2 separate regions of the Mus musculus genome follow, and region 2 is linked to region 1. The links are chromatin contacts, called in public promoter capture Hi-C maps. All regions are on one chromosome and are shown on one strand. The core of a region is the stretch at or near the end of the contact, and the rest is flanking DNA. Distances in the headings are between cores, read along the strand shown.

Region 1 (5,820 bases), core at 2,388-4,887:
AAGGATTTGTGAACTCTGGCAAAAGGGAGGCACCACCGTTAATCCAGATTATAGTTCTGCATTCCCTCATTCTTAACCGCTGACCTCAGCCCGGCCCACGAAGCTTATGTGGTCAGTGTCAGAGCAGTGTTAGCTCCCACTAGCTTCAGGCTAGAGGTCTTGCCGGACCTATGCCCACCCAAGTCCGGCTGGGTACAGACTGCGTTGGTCCTGCAGGCAGCTGACCCTCTCTCACCTTCCTCCATTGACACTAGTTTGAAAAGTCAGAAAGCCTATTTCCTGCCCTGCCTTGCCATCTAGTTCCCCCACTCTTTACCTCCCTCCTCTGGGCTTCATTTAGCACTCTGCACGCAGCTGTTACTGTGCTCAACATAGTTATGACCATTAGTTGTTTATGTGTCTCTGCTTGTTCCACTTTTAACTTCTTGAGAACTGGAGTATTGGTCACTCAGCAGAACAGGTATTCAATAAAGAGGTATCACAGGAATTTCCCATGATTCTTATTTTGGTCACTGAATCAATGTCTTTCTTAAGGATGAAGAGAAGGCTCGTGGAGAGAATGAAGACAGGAGGAGGAAAGACCTGCTTCTCAGCTGGAGGACTTTCAGGGCTAAGCACTAGCATGGACCAAGGAGTCGCAAATACAAACCACCTGACCTGAGTGCTGGGCCACTGAGACAGATCAGGCTTAGCACATCTGGAATGGGCAGCACATCTGGAATGGGCTTGGGATTTTCATTCCCAGGCAGCTCAGGGAGGACCACTAATGGCCAAAGATGACAAGCAAGCAGCTGGGACCACTTAGGGACCTCTGAGAGCTTCGAAGGCACAGTGTCTGGGGTGAGTGTGTCTGTGGGTGGCTTCCCTGTGTGTGCAGGCCATATCCCAAGCTAAATGAAATACCTCTTCTCACTCAGGACAGAGCGAGAGCCCCAGGCCAGGACAGAGGGAAGATGAAGCAGGCTCTAGAGCTCATCAAACGGAACTAACAACTAGAGGAAGGTCTGCAGGGCTTGACAGCCTCTGGAAGCCAAAGCTGAATAAATGACCAGAGGGTGAATAATACATTAGGGCAGATGGGGACGGTGGCAAAGTTAAAAATCTCATTTGACTCAAAGTATAAATGGATGGATTGGCATGGAGAAAAAAAAGAAAAGAGAATCACAGTGAAACCCAGGGTACTTTAAAAAGCAAGAGAAAGATGCATCACAGCAACGAACAGGAGAAAAAAAAATAAAAACAAAACCAACAACCCAACCTTTCCCCAGTCAGTGAGAAATGTGGGAGCTGGGCTGAAGACACTGAGACTTTCATTTTCTCCTTTAGAATGTGCTGTTTAGGCTGAGCATGGTGTTGCACACGTTACCTCCGCACCCAAACCACTGGCAGGAAAATTACCTGGTCTAAAAATAAATAAATAAATGAAAAATCCTTTACCGGGGCATAATTATTCAGACTCACTTCCCCTCGGTTGCCACCCCCGTCCTAAGCTTGAGCTGACATCAGTTTCCTTACCGGAAAAGTCTAAGCTCCATCTTAGCTTTTCCTTCACCCCCTCCCTCCATCCTGTGCTCCTCTCAACATGCCGAGAGGGCTGCCCGGTGCTCAAGCTGAGATGTACACGTACACATATGAAACTCACTCTTCTCTCCTCACCTTAAAGAGAAACTGGGTAGCGGATATCTACTGACAATACCTACAAACACAGGCTCTTAAAATTGGAATTGTAATGGGGGAAGACAGCTGAGAAACAGCCCACGGAGAAATCAAACCTGCATCTCAGACAAGCATGCAGTGTCATGCATGGGCTCCTGGGGTGCAGGAGGCTGGAGCCAAAGTAGATGGTGTTTATGGAATGTGGAGCTAGAATTGGAACCCCAGTCAGGCAGCCTTGCTGGGTAGTTGTGTGACAGGCAGAATCCACAGGCCTGTAAATGTACAGGGGCTCCAGAAACACCTTACACAACACTTCCTCACTGCCCGAAGAGGTTTTATCCTCTCAAGCAGCTACAGCCATTTCCACCAACCGTGTCCACTTCTCTTATCAATGAGAGCCCTAAAAGGAAGCATGGAGCTATAGCTACCACAGTGGGGAGGAAAAGCCCACGCAGCACCATAGCCAACAAGCTGCGGAGCTAGATGAAGCTGGGTATTCACAGGCCCCAGGCAGACCTAGTGCGTCCCCAGTCCCACTACCAGCACTGGCCGGTCCGCCGCAGGAACCGACGCACCGCTAAAAACATGCGCTGCCAGAAGCGCTCCGAGCCCAGGCGACCCCGATCCATCAGCGCGTCTGTCAGCCCAACTCTTCCAGACTCTTCTCTGCGCTCCATAGAGGTCCGCGTGCCCCAAGCCTCGGCCCCCAGAATCTTCACAGCGATACCTGGGTGTCCCGCACAGGACCCGGGAACTCGGCGTCGCATCCTCCCTCCTGAGCTCCCCAGGACCGACCCCGCCGCCTGCACGCGGCCGCACAAAGCGCGCCTCCTTGCCGGCCGGGACAAAGCGGGCCGGGGCGCCGGCTGCACCTACCTGGGTGCGGAGCGCCTGCCGGGCACGGGGAGCGCGGCTAGTGGGGGCACACTTGTCGCCGCGCCCACAGCCCGGTCGCGAGGGGTGGTTGCGGGAGGTTACTGGCGGCGGTGGCGGGGCGGCCCAGGGCGCACGGCAGGAGGGCGCTGTCACAGGGCGCGAGCGGCGCGGGGGGCGCGCGGGGCCGGCGGCCGCGGGGCGCGTGGCGGCTGCGCGCGGGCGCGAGCGGCGGGACTGCGGCGCCGCGGAAGGAGGACAATAGCCTCCCCCTGCCGCAGGCCGTCGGCTCCCGCGGGAGGCCCGGGACCATCTGGAGCTCGCGGCCCCGCGGGGCTTGGGGCGGGGCGCGAGTCATCCCCCTCCCCACCCGGCGTCATGGCAACCGCGGCCCCTCTAGGTTCCTGCAGTAGTTCTCCGGTAGGGGGTCTCTGACCTTCCCCGGGGCAAACGCAGGACGTTCGCTCCTTCGCCAGTTCCCGACCCCCCACTGTCTTCCGCGTGGATGCCCCGATTGACCCCCACCTTCCGGTCCTCGCCAGCCCCGCGACACCCTTGGGCGTCTGGGTACCACCCACAGTTAACCAGGCTTATTCTTCCCAGTTTGGAATTCCACCTTTGTCTCTGTCGCGCCTTTGCCTGGATGCGCAACCCCTTTAAATGTCACTTACCTCCGAGGTTTCCCCGAGATGCGGCCTCCGTTTCCTTTTCAAAGGTCCCTTTTGGGGCACCTCCAGGCCATCTCGCTTAAGCGTTTCTCTCTGCCTTGCCCCCTTTCTCTCGTCCTCCTTCTGGCAGGTAGGCTGGCCCGCTTTCCAAAAGCATCTCCATGGTGCTCCTGGAGATTCGCCTTCTCACAAATCAGATTCTCGGAACCGTCATCACAGCGGCTCCTCAGCTCCTCTCATTTATCAACCAGGAGAATTCCGGCCTAGTCACTGTCTTAAGGGGGTTGGGGGCAGGGATGGACATTTCTAGTCCTAGCACGGCCGGGTTTCTTCCTGGTTTATTAGCAGCTGAGTGGTCTACGGTTTAATGGCATTAACCAAGGTGAGCTGCTATCTGCCTAGGAGAGGAAGGAAATATGCCCAAATCAGAGCAAATGCACAGAGTGGGTGCTAGCAGTGGGTGCTAAAAGTGCGTTATGTCATGTGACACTCCCACCCCCACTCCAGCTCTGAAAGTACTGTTCCTCCAGATTGGAGAGCTAACTAAGCTCAGGGAGGTACCAGAAGGGAGAAAAAAAAAAAAAAAAAAAAAAAAAGATGGATTTTTGTAGCAAGCCTTTGGGTTCTATACTCCTGAGAAGAGCTAGGCCCTTTCATACACTAGGAATGCCTGAGATGGACAAGAAAGGACCACAAAAAGAATGTTCTTTCAGTGAATTATTGAGCTTAGGGTATTAAAATAGCTTTATCGTTAACTAAATTTTACCATTTTGCTTCTTTCTGGGAAGGTATGCATATCTAAAACAGCTACATGTAATCACACTACTTTTCAGGTATGATTTTCACAGAGTAAGATCACTGTGTTCAATGTAGTTTTAAAAAATCTGTAAAGTAAAACAAAACCTTGCTACCACCACCAAACAGTTGCATTGTTTTATCCATCTGGCCCTGGTTTTCCTCGTGTATAAAGTGGGTTGGGGAGGGACTGGGGAGTTTTGTTAAACTGCTAATCAGATCTGAGATTCTATCATTAAACGGGAATTTAGCCTTCTGTAAACTGTATTTCAGGGTGTTTATGATTTTTAAAAAGTCACTTATGTAGAATGTGCTACGCCTTTAATCCCAGAGTTCAGAAAGAGGCAGAGACAGGCAAATCCTGAGTTCAAAGCCAGCCTGCTCTACATGGGAATTCCAGGCCAGCCAAGAATTTGTAATTACAAACAAAACAAAAAAACTACCTCACTCCATCCAGCAGTGTAAACATGAGCTTCTCCTGACCCCAGAGCCGGAGTAGTCAGGATGTTCAGGACTAGGCCAAGCTGTACATGATAGTCGTCATGGAAACATGGCCAGGAGACATTAAAACTGATGATGAGATGGGAATCAGCTCAGCATCAGGCAAACTGCAAACCTTTCGTTTCTGTGGCTCAGGATTCTGGGAACTGAGGGTCTCAGAGACAGCCTGTTAGGTTGTGGTTAGAGTAGGCAAGGGTGATATTAGGTCTTGTGATTGACCAAAAGAATAGTGTTTTTAAATTAATTCTTCATTCCAGTATTGCACAATCTTTTGAAAAACCTTAAAAGCATTCTAATTTTCACTCTTATTAATAATCAAAATGATATTCAGACACCTAAGTGGAAGTCCAAATTAACCAAGTTAACTTACGGCAGAGACTCCTTATCTTGTGATTCTTAGTCTGTTCAGAGAAAGAGTAGGGCAGAAGAATTAAAAGTATAGATTTGGGGTCTGGGGTAGCCCAGTGGTCGATCAGTGGCCTTGCACAAGGCCTTGAGTTCAATCCCTAGTACCAGGGGCAGCATTGGCCTTGGAGTTGGATGCCCTGAGGTTAATATCTACTTGGGAACTGTGAGTGCTGGTTCACACAATTAAGCCAAGCACCCAGTAGGCTGAAGCTTGAAGGTTAGAGGATCAGCCTGGACTACAAAGTGAGACTTGTCTCCAAACAAACCAACAAACCTGGTTTTGTAGCATGTCCTTAAATCTGTACTTAGGGGGGCTGGTGAGATGGCTCAGCAGGTAAGAGCACCCGACTGCTTTTCCAAAGGTCCGGAGTTCAAATCCCAGCAACCACCAGGTAAGAGCACCCGACTGCTTTTCCAAAGGTCCGGAGTTCAAATCCCAGCAACCACATGGTGGCTCACAACCATCCATAATGAGATCTGACGCCCTCTTCTGGAGTGTCTGAAGACAGCTACAGTGTACTTACATATAATAAATAATAAATAAATCTTTAAAAAAAACCTGTACTTAGCTCCTTTGTGATGGAGCTTCCTCGCCTATGCGAAGTGAGGGTCAGGTGAATGACTGCAGGTAAAGCACCAGAGCAGCACCCCGCCCACAGCGAGCACTCAGTCCACGGCACCAGAACAGCACCCTGCCCACAGTGAGCACTCAGTCCACGGCACCAGAACAGCACTCCGCCCACAGCGAGCACTCAGTCCACGGCACCAGAACAGCACCCCGCCCACAGCGAGCACTCAGTCCACGGCACCAGAACAGCACCCCGCCCACAGCGAGCACTCAGTCCACGGCAGCCATTGTTTTACCAGACTCCGACTTTACTGTACTGTTTCCCAATTTGGAAAGGAAGCATGCTCAGTA
Region 2 (5,130 bases), core at 2,537-5,036, 200 kb after region 1:
ATGAAATGCCCTAAAGTAGGGAGAAGGAATTTATAGAGCTGACCTCCAGCAGGAAGACAGGACATCAAGTGAGGGATGGGTTTGCCATCTTACAGTCACATTTCTGACCCATAATTGTTCCTGTCTGAAAGAATTACAGGGATTGAAATGGAGAGGAGCCTGAGGAAAAGAAGGTCCAGCGACAGGCCAAAGTGGGATCCAGCTCACAGGGAGATCCCAAGGCCTGACACTATCACTGAGGCTATAGAGCGCTCATGAAATGGGACCTAGCATGACTGCCCTCCAAAAGACCCAACAAGCAGCTGAAAGAGTCAGATGCAGATATTTATACCCAACCAATGGTCAGAAGCAGCTGACCTCTGATGTTGAATTAGGGAAGGCTGATGGAAGCTGAGGAGAAGGGCGATTCTGTAGGAGGACCAGCAGTCTCAATTAATCTGGACCCCTGAGATCTCTCAAACACTGGATCACCAAACAGACAGCATACACCAGCCCTTATGAGGCCACCAATACACTCATACAGTAGAGGACTGCCAGGTCTGTGTTCATTCAGAGATGATGCACCTAATGCTCAAGAGACTGGAGGCTCAGGGAGTTTAAGAGGTCAGGTGGGGTGGAGGGTGGGGCATCCATGTGGAGACGGGTGGGTTGCGCAGGAGGTGTGGGATGTGGAGCAGTCGGAGGGTGGATTGGAGAGGGGGATGGAATATGGAGTGTAAAAAATAAATTAAAAATAAAATAAAAAAAAAATTTTAAAAAGCATTGCTCTTCTAAAAGACCCAAGTTCAGTTCCCAGCACCATGTCAGGTGGCTCACAGCTACCAGCTCTAGCTCCAATGTGATCTGACTCCTCTGGCCTCCTTGTATACCTGCACAGACACACAGACAGACACAGTCTCTCTCTCTCACATAGACTCACATAGACACATACACACACATTAAAATAAAATAAATCTTAAACCAAGATAGGGCTAACCATAGTACTTCATGCCTGTAATTCCAAAACTAAGGCAGGATTACTGCAAGTCAAAGCTAGCTTGTGCTAGAGTAAAATACTGTCTCAAAAAACCCTAAAAATTAAAAGATAAATAAATAAAACATAACAGGAATGTTTAAGGCAATTTAAGAGTTGGCTTAATTTATTAAATTTATAAGAGTAATTAAAATATTAAGGGATTTTTAATCAGGCAATTGGAAAAAAATAATTAAGAGAAGGTAACTATAATTTATAAATTCAATTTAAAACTTTCAAATAGGTTTAATGAATTATTCAAGGGAGACTAACATTAATCAAAAGGCCTTTCAAAGTGATTGTTAAATCTTTCTAAAATCTAAAATGGAAAATTTCAGTGTTTACACTTAGAGAGTTAAACTTAAAAATCCTTAAAAGAACTAGATGTTTTAATTTTCAATTTTAATAATTCAAAACTCACACTTTTCAGTTTGGCATAGTGGTGCCTGCCTTTTTAATCCCAGTACTCAGAAGATAGAGGCAGGCAGATCTCTGTGAGTTTGAGGCCAACAAGGACTACACAGCAAAATCATGTCTCAAAAAACAAAAAACAAACAAAAAAACCTTCAACCAAAATCACTATGAATGATCTGGCATTTCTCAAAGCTCCATTGGTCAGGCCAAGGTGTGGCACCCAACCTCACCCAAACATGCTACTCACCCTTCATGGAAACATACCAGTCACTGAGGCTTCCAAAATCTCAGGTCTCTTATGCATGAAAGGAATATCGCTCAAAAGTAAATACTACATTTACTTTAATGATTTATTATTAATAAATTTCTTATCGACTGATAGCATGTCAGTGGGGAAAACACTCAGAAATGTAAAGCAAGTGCAGATATAGGTGACAGGCTTATAGTCTTACAGTTAACTGTGACAGACCGTGGACTGACTACTGACAGACAGGAGAAAGGAGACTTAAGCATGACTCAGCACAGCTAGCTCATGGAATTTCCCCTGCAACCTCAGCTTGGGATGTCATGTTGCATGTGGGTCAGAAGAGGAGCTGCCACAGGAGTCTGGCCTAGCCCACACTCACATAGCTAGAGCAAGGTATTTCCAGCAGCATTGGCATATCCCAGGCTGGGCTGGAGTCCAGATTACAAATTAAGACCAGAAGTAACATACAAGCTGCAGACTGAGGTGGGTTGGGAAACCAAGGTTCTGTCTTCTGGTGGGACACTTAGTAACAACAGCAGACACTCACTTCCCTCTGAGATCCCCAGGAAAAAGGTACAGATCAGAAAGGATCCAGCTAAGATGACAGAGTCTTGGTTACTGTAAGGAAGAAAAGCTCTGGGGAAATAGCAGGGCTCTGGGAACTGATGCGCAGAACAAGCTTTGACAAAGCAAATGACCTGGGAGTGGTCCCTTCTCGGCAACTAACTTTCTCTTCTAACTGATAGATTTGTCATCTGTAAAAGATGACAGCCTTAAAAAGCAACAGCATCAGCATCCTGGATTCTGCTCATGAACCTTCTGTGGGCTTTATCTTCTTCCGTACCTTGGCCCTATACTAATAATTAGTACACAGAGCCAGAAAACATAAGTGAATGGTGGATAGGCCATCAGCTTTTTCGCCATGGACTTTGTAAGGAGAATGTGTGGTAGAGTTAAAGACACCTACTACTGACCTAAGACAAGAAAGACAAGAGGAATGTGGAAGATCTCAAAAGTAACCAACTCTAGACTGGAGAAATGGGTCAGCAGCTAAGAGCACTGGATGCTCTTCCAGAGGACTCACGTTTGGTTCCCAATACCCACACACAACCATCTGTAACTAGTTCCAGAAAGCACCTTCACCTTCTTCTGGACTCCTCAGGTACTGTAATGCATGTGGTGCATAGGCAAAACACCCATACACATAAAAGACCTTGACAGAGAGAGAGAGAGAGAGAGAGAGAGAGAGAGAGAGAGAGAGAGAGAGAGAGAACAGGAACTCATGGGTCAAGAAGAGCATCCTGAGAAAATTCTTTGCACAATTAGTTAAAAAAAAAAAAAAAAAAACAACAAGAAAAATCCCTGTACAAAGAAATCTCTACCCCACAATAAACATGTGCTCTGGAGAAACAACAACAAAGTCCCCAGGGTCCCTAGCTGTGAAGCAGGGAGAGCAGCTCAGAGAGAGGGAAAGAGTATCTCTTCTTACAAACTGGAGAGAGACTGGACTGGAGAGAGATGTTGGCCCAAACCATTGCATTAGAACTCAGACTGAGCAGACACACACGGATCTCCCAGTGACCTGCAACCCAGAGAAGCCCCAAGGGAGAAGTGTTTAAGAGTGGCAGGTTTACTGGGCATGGTGGTACATGCCTTTACTCAGGAGGCAGAAATAGGAGACATTCTGTGTTCAAGGCTAGCCTGGTCTACAGAGCGGGTTCCAGGTCAGCCTGGACCACATGAAGAAACGGTCTCAAAAACAAAAGTGGCAAGTTTTAGAGGACAGTGCTGCTGAATGCTCTGTAGGCAGGAAAAGGGACAATTCTTTTACTCCTTGTTCTCTGGCTGCCAGACATCAGAGAAATGCATCAAGTATTTTTTACAATTAGATGACACAATCTCCTTTCATGTCACAGCTGACCATCTCCAGGCTGTCAGCAGCCAGTGCTCTTAACAGCCGAGTGCCACTGCCAAATGCCTGTCTCTGAACTTGGGGTCTTCTCAAAGGCTGCACAGAAGGGATGCTTCCTGTAGGTCAGCACCACTATCCCCTGCCCAGCTTCCCAAGACACACCCTCCCAGAAAAAGGGCCTCCTGCTGCAGCTGGCCAGCTGCCAACTGGAGCTTACAAAGAACCAGATGTCACCTTCCTGTGAAAACCCAGAAAAATGCAGAGATCAAGATGAAGTGGAGATTTTCCAAAAGCTAAGCCTGTGCCTTTTTGTACTGACTGAACTTAAAAGATGGCATGCGCACATTAGGACTACAGTATCTTAAGAAACTCCCATGTGACCCATTGACAGGCCTGGGCTCAGGCTCAGAACTCACCATTAGTGTTGTCAGCTCTCCAGAAGGTAGATGTTAGCTAAAGTAAAAGAGAAAAAAAAAAAGGTTGTTATCCTCATTTCTCCAGACACTCCCCAGAGAACCCAGGAATGTCAGAAACACCGGGAGTGTACAGAACTGCTTGTTCTATAAGGGTCATAATGCCCCTGCTGCCTGCACCCCACATCTTACTGCTCTGCCACCCAGTCATCTATAAAATGTGGGGCAATAGCAATAACTGAGAAGAAAGACAGAGGGTTAGAATCTGTGATCTTTCTGCCTCAAACTCCAGAAGTAGCTAGAGTTACACATAAGCCTGTATAGGGGTAGAAGAATCACAAATTCAAAACCTATGTCTCCAAATAAAAGGTAAAAGGGGACTAGAAACAGGGATCAACAGTAAAAAAAAAAAAAGTATTTGTTCTTGCAGAGGGTCCAGGTACAGTTCTCACAAGCACATGACCACTCAAAACCTTCTGTAATTCTAGTTCCAGGGGATATGATACCTGGGCTGCATGAACACTACATACATACATACATTCACACATGCAGTTAAAACACCCATACACATAAAATAAAGGTATGTATATAAACAAGACTGGGATATAGCTCAGTGATACAGCAGTTGACTAGTATCCATGGGACGCTAGGCTCAATCAGTCCCCAGCACTAAAAGAGGAAACAGGCATGCTCTCATGAGGGCCAACATGCAATAACCATTTAAGTAAAACGCCCGACTGGAACCACTATGAAAGAACAAAACTCACAAGGCTGTCTCCTCCAAAGTGCTTTTTCTTCCCTCCCTCCTCCCTCCAGCTCCAGATGTACTTTCTCTAGGCAGCAGCACCTACTCTTCAAGAGCTACCTGCACTCCTGATTCTCAGATGCTGGCCTATCTCACTGTGCAACTTGACACTAATGAAGTACAGGCCTACGTGACCTGCCATGCATCTTCTCTTCACACCCCCCCCCTCTTATCCTCTCTTGCTGAGGCCCCTCCTTGCCATATTTAAGAGGACACCTCAATATTTAAGGACCCCCACCCCAGGAACACACAAGGAGTATATAGCTACTTTGGATACTCTGTAGGCTACTTCTTTTCTAAAGACCACTTGTGAGCTACTCAGGCCAC

Evidence for each region. Promoter capture Hi-C pulls out the DNA fragments that hold promoters and counts their contacts.
Region 2: a contact with region 1 is called in a promoter capture Hi-C map of maxillary cranial neural crest, with 4 times the contacts expected there. A contact is called at or near these places in 11 of 39 promoter capture datasets (cranial neural crest, embryonic stem cells, frontonasal cranial neural crest and 6 more), 6 of 484 Hi-C or Micro-C datasets (Th1 cells, embryonic stem cells, nephron progenitors and 1 more), 5 of 130 datasets of targeted methods (the NIH/3T3 cell line, bone marrow-derived macrophages, craniofacial prominence and 2 more) and 3 of 9 other capture datasets (adipose tissue, liver and pancreatic islet).

Annotation. Positions count from the first base shown.
Region 1 is chr19:4,709,025-4,714,844 of GRCm38.p6, reverse strand. Sptbn2 (spectrin beta, non-erythrocytic 2) reads right to left here and starts at 3,637. Exons shown (of 37, transcript NM_021287.2): 1 at 3,201-3,637. It overlaps Gm42061 (a long non-coding RNA gene), which reads left to right. Exons shown (of 3, transcript XR_003952887.1): 2 at 535-840; 3 at 918-1,196.
Region 2 is chr19:4,514,562-4,519,691 of GRCm38.p6, reverse strand. It overlaps a transcript of Pcx not described here. Among named protein-coding and RNA genes, the nearest start is that of 2010003K11Rik, 19 kb to the right of the region's middle.